2 separate regions of the Sus scrofa genome follow, and region 2 is linked to region 1. The links are chromatin contacts, called in public Hi-C maps. All regions are on one chromosome and are shown on one strand. The core of a region is the stretch at or near the end of the contact, and the rest is flanking DNA. Distances in the headings are between cores, read along the strand shown.

Evidence for each region. A called contact is a pair of places that touch in the nucleus more often than the background predicts.
Region 2: a Hi-C map of omental adipose tissue shows a contact between it and region 1, with 2.1 times the contacts expected there. The contact joins two enhancer-like sites. A contact is called at or near these places in 12 of 47 Hi-C or Micro-C datasets (adipocytes, alveolar macrophages, embryonic fibroblasts and 7 more) and 2 of 2 datasets of contacts at active chromatin or transcription factors (alveolar macrophages and skeletal muscle).

Annotation. Positions count from the first base shown.
Region 1 is chr13:110,200,692-110,203,450 of Sscrofa11.1, forward strand. PLD1 (phospholipase D1) reads right to left here. Exons shown (of 27, transcript NM_001244589.1): 22 at 1-7. Among named protein-coding and RNA genes, the nearest start is that of TNIK, 150 kb to the left of the region's middle. Within about 2 kb of position 1,435, at least 18 of the 83 cell types and tissues checked have an H3K27ac peak or open chromatin away from gene starts, as enhancers often do. A contact at or near this core is called in omental adipose tissue and retroperitoneal adipose tissue, where this site is marked.
Region 2 is chr13:110,406,758-110,409,475 of Sscrofa11.1, forward strand. No RefSeq gene overlaps it. Among named protein-coding and RNA genes, the nearest start is that of TMEM212, 6.3 kb to the right of the region's middle. Within about 2 kb of position 1,299, at least 27 of the 83 cell types and tissues checked have an H3K27ac peak or open chromatin away from gene starts, as enhancers often do. A contact at or near this core is called in omental adipose tissue and retroperitoneal adipose tissue, where this site is marked.

The DNA.
Region 1 (2,759 bases), core at 185-2,684:
GCTTTCCCTGCAAAAGTCAGGGGCAGAAAGTTTTACAATTAAAAAGAAAAAGAAAAAAAAAAGACAAAGTAACAGTTAAAAATGACAGCCAAGGAGTTCCTACTATGGTTCAGCAGTAACACCCTTGGCCTCACTCAGTGGGTTGGGACCCGGTGTTGCCATGAGCTGCAGAGTAGGTTGCAGACACAGCTGGATCCAGCATTGCTAGGGCTGTGGTGTAGGCCAGAAGCTGCAGCTCTGATTTGACTCCTAGTTTGGGGACTTCCGTATGACGCAGCTACAGTACTCAAAACAAAAACAAAAACAAAAACAAAAGATAGCCAAGCAGTTCACATGGATTTAAAGACTGAGCAAATGGCTTCCTACAATACATTCTATCAATCCCCAGGCTCTGCGGGGGAAGGAGGTGCTGTTGCATTGGAGACCAGAAGCTATTATCCAGGCTAACTGTTCATAGCAACCTGAAAAATAAGCTGAACTTGGCAGTAAAGTGAGGACTGTATCCACTACCTCCCACAGCATAATCCTTTCTAGGACAAAATCAATTGCAACAAAGCCTTGTTTGGATCCCTTGGAAGGGTGAGGGGTTAAAATTTAGTTCTGAAAAAGACATTGACCTAAGAGTTTTATGTATAAGTACCTAACTCAGAATCCAGCAAATAGTAGGCATTCAGCTGTTAATTACTGAGTAAATGAGATCCCACAGCGTAGATCTCAGGGGCTAAAAGACATACTGGACTCAGTATGATTTCCAATGCAGATGTTCATCATTGTTTGGAAACTCTGATTCATCTCTGAAAACTCTGCTTCAGATGCAAAATTTTACCCCAGGCCCTTCATGCATTCTGAGTCACTGATGCCGAGTTTTAAATCTCCTACATATACAACACAATATTTCTTGGCCCACTCTCCCTACTGATGATTAACAACAATCTTTGAAAGGAAAAGCCTTTGAACCGCCTTTGCTTCCCAGTGATGTAACAAACGGGAGAAATGCGGCTCCTTCCTTTGATCTGTATTCAGAAAGTCAGAAATTTGGAAAATTATGTTCAAATAGATACCACCTCTTTGGAGGCTAGACTGTCAAGGTCCTTATCTCTAAAAGACACACAGGAAGAAGAGAGAGAAAGTCTGGAGATGACTGTGGTGTTCATGGAATCTTGCCCTTTTATCTGAGAAGTTTATATTCACACAAAGTTGCTGCTACAGGTTAATTTTCAAGTGGGAACCAACCTAAACTTTTCATAATACTTAATTTCTAAAGTTCATTTTCTTCTAAGCAACTACATTTTTCTTTCAGAAAAAAATATTATTACTACCCTAAAAGCGATCAGATTTGAGGTCTCTGATGCCAACGTACCGTATTAGGGTCCAGGGAAAGTGCAGTTCCAAGCAGAAGCAATGGCCAATAGAACAGAGTCTGGAGGCCTGTGAGCTTGACTTCCATGCTTAGGAATTTGGACTAGGGTGTTGTAATGGCATGGATTAATCACTAGATGGCAAACACAGTTTGAGTTGGAAAAAAATTTTTTAAATTTTTAAATGTGAACTGTTAAAGTCCTCTGTCAGATAAGAGTAAGAGGCACACATTCCTGGATGGTAAACAAGACAGTGAGAAGAAGAACAGAAAGAACACCTAAGCTATTTCCCCACAGCCAGTATTTAGAAGTCCAAATGAATCTCACACTTAAAAATTGTCACCATCTGTCTCCTGCTGCCTTGACAGATTCACCTTCAGTCCGGTCCTCCCAGGCCCACACTCCAGTGACAGACAGGAACCACCATCCTGTGTTCAGAGTGCATCCTACTAAGGCAGGCTAGCAATAGCGCATCTGCCCCCTTAGCCCGGAGTGCGCTTCTCCGCATCGTAGGAGCCCTCTCCTTGGAGGGCTGATAAATGGCTCCTTCCTCGCTCAGGCCAACCTGGATGTGCCGGTCAAAACTGGTTTGCTTCTGCCTCCGCACTCCCCTAGCATGTGGCTAGGATGGCTATGCAGCATCCCTTCTGCTTCACACAATAGCAATAGGCACATCTGCTGGCTAGACCACATGATAAGCCCTCTTGAAGCATAGGATATCCATGCTCATATCTTTCTGTTTGGGGCAGTGCCCAACAAAGGAGCTCTGCAAACTCTCTGTACCTGGTACTATCTGCTTTGGGAGAATGAGGTCAGATGGAAAGAATGTCTCTTTCTGGGAAGCCTCTGATAGACAAGAGGTTAAACAGGATGTTTTCCTTCAAATTAGGTTACATTTTATTTGATTTTTTTTTATTGTGGTGAAATACATATGTAACACAAAATTTGCCATTTTAACCATTTAAGTGTACCATGCAGTGTTATTAATTACCCTCACATGTTATGCAACCATTGTGATCTCTATTTCCAAAACTTTCAAGAGTCCAAACAGAAACTGTGATAACTAAGCTCTAAGTTCCCACTTCCCCTCCTTGCAACCTCTGGTAACTTCTAATCCACTTTCTGTCGCTAGGAATTTGCCTGGTCTAGATATTTCATCTAAGTGGAATCAAACAATATTGTCTTTTTGTGTCTGACTTATTTAACTTAATATCCTCAAGATTCATCCATGGTGTAGTGCGTGTCTGAATTTCCTTCCTTCTTATAGCTGAATAATATTACATTGTATGTACAGACCACATTTGGTTTATGTAGTCATCTGTGGGCAAGCACTTGCACTGTTTCTACCTTTTGGCTATTGTGAGTAATGCTGCAGTGAACGGGGCTCTCTGCTTTCTATTA
Region 2 (2,718 bases), core at 49-2,548, 210 kb after region 1:
ACCTCCATTGTTGAAAAAGGAAAGTGTGGGCCTTTGTATGAAAAAAATGATCCCACATCTGCTAGTAGTAGGTGGTGTTTATTCTATGCTACTCAATTCCTTATGTCATAAGGACGCACTTCTTTTATTATCCTATCTCAGAAGAGATCACAATATCATCTGTATGGAAATACAAAAAGAGCATAAGTTTTCATAGCCAAATTCTCTGGAGCACAAGTTTTCTATGTCTTTGTTATTTCATTTGTCTATAGACCGGGGAAAATACTTACTATTTATGGAAAGTGGTCAGATAAAGAAATAGATAAAACCTTTGAATATGCAGAGATACATAAAAACCGTTAAATTAGATAGATCACCATGAACATGAACTGCTTTAAAAGCTGGCATCACCAGTGGAGGAAAAATGTGCATGAGAGCTTTCTTTCAGAGGCAGAAGTTCCTGCTGGACTTAAGCAGTTAGTCTGTGATCTTGTGTCTTTTCCTTTAAAACACACAATGTCATGTGGCAGTATGTCAGGGGCTGGTGTCCTCAGGCCAAAAGAATCGCAGGATGGTGACTTCAGGGTGCCTCTCCCATGATCTGCATACAATGCGGAAGTGTCACAGTGCAGTCTCACAGCTGGGTGAGCTAACCGGGAAGCTTTTCCTTGTGTTTCTGTGTGGATTTTCATGGAGAGGGGATGGAGAGATTTAAGGTAGCAAGAAATTAAATATTTTTAGGTGAAAGCCTGAAGAGCTAGCTTTCACAGCAAAACAGTCTGTATAAACTAGCGACTGTGATAAGCAGTGACTTCATAAATTCATTCATTCATTCATCATTTCTAAACATCTACTGTGAGTCCAGCACTGTTGTTGGCTCTGGGGTGTTGTAGTGAACAAAACAAAGTATTGGCCTCTGTGTCCAACTAGTTTTCATTCTAGTTCGGAAGACGCATAGAAATCAAGTGAGCCAAAAGCTAGGAAGAATAAAATCATGTGGTAATGAGTAAGCTCAGAAAAAGGATGAAGAAAAGGTTGACGAGGGCTGGTCTGTGATGAGGGGCCCTTTGAGCAGAGGCCTGGATGAAGCAAGGGAGTGAATCAGTGGTTTGTACATACTTAGTTTAAGTTGCTTCCCTATATTTTAAAATATATAGGAAATGAGGCTGCTGATATTTCAACTGTTGCTCGGAAAGCTAGGTAAGGCTTTGTTTTCTGACTAATCAGAAACTGGTTTCAAGAAGTTCACTCAACCTAGTCCCTTTTGGCCAGTGGACGGGGATTTGCTTTTGTGTTCTCTGCCACGTCCACATCCTCATTAAATTCTCATCTCTCCATTTATCTACACCAGGAACTCCATGCCTGAAAGGTTTGCTATCAGTTCCCTCCCAGCTTTTCATCCCTTTTCAAGAAGCTGGGAAGGAAAAGTGATTTGGTTTTATGTTCCTTCAATCCTTGCCCTCCTTAGCCTCTGCTGTGCTTGTTGACAAGTTTTCATTATTTTATAACATAGTCACCAGAGCTGGGCTGAGATCACCAATTTGTTTCTTGGAGCCTTTGAATTGTCCAGCTGGTGGATGTTGGCTTCCATTTACTGGCTATTTGTGTGCCACAAAGGTCAAAGTGAGGCTCCTTGGAGGAACTCTGGGTGAAATCTGTCCAGTAAGAACCAGTTGCCCACTGCTCATACCAGATAGAGGGGAAGCTCTAGTTGGAAGTTCCCAGTCCTCAAGCAGATAACATTCTTCCAGATAAAGGCTTCTTAGGGACAGGCAATTTGGCCACTTAGGTACGTTTGCTCCCTTGGGATTTATTTTAAGCCATGGAATCTTAGATATGGAGGAGTCTTAGAAATTATCTGGTCTAACCTCCACATGTTCCTGAGGACACAAAGATTATAAGAGGCTTTAATTTACTCAAGGTCATACAGCCCTGGTCTCTTTCTGCTGCACCAGGCTGCTCCTCATCATGTTCATTTGTTTTAGCCCACACTCCCTCAAACAGATGTTCAGGAACATTCCATACGGTAACCATCCCCGTCCATCTCCACATTAAGGGCAAGAGCCCACACATGAAGCACTGCAGAATGGAAAACCAGCCCTGGCAATGCTCTGGATAGAAATTCTGGGATTTTTACATCAATACGCAGAAAAGAAACTTTGGTTTTAGTTCCCTCCTTGTTCTAATTTTTAGAAAAGAAATAGCAAGGAATCTCTTTGTTCACTTCTTGGTTAATTTATTTTTTTGTAACTGGGAGTGGAATCAGCAGTTCTAATCAGGTCTCCTTTGTGCGTATGCAGCATCATCTTTGAATTGAGTGCAGCCCTATGTGCCTTGATACTTCATGGCTCAATTTTCAGATGTACATAGGCGTTTAAAAAGATGGAGTACACCTGTATAATGATCTACTAGAGACAGACAAAAATTATAAACTTCAGAGTCAGGTATTCCTGAGTTCAAAGCAAGGATTCAACACTAATTAGTTGGGTCACTTTCGTTATTTATTATCTTAGAGCCTCAGATTTGCCATCTGTAAAATGGGAATAACAATGACAACCGTAGAGGGCTTTAGTGAACACATCTCACTGTTCTTCCCTAACTTTTGCCTTTTACCTGGGTATAACTAGACCCAAAAATGGTGTTTAGTTTCTCATTGAACAATTTGGTTCTTTTCTTTTTCAAAAATGCCAAGACAAGGAACTGAGTGAATATACATTTCCCATATAAAAGGACTTAGAG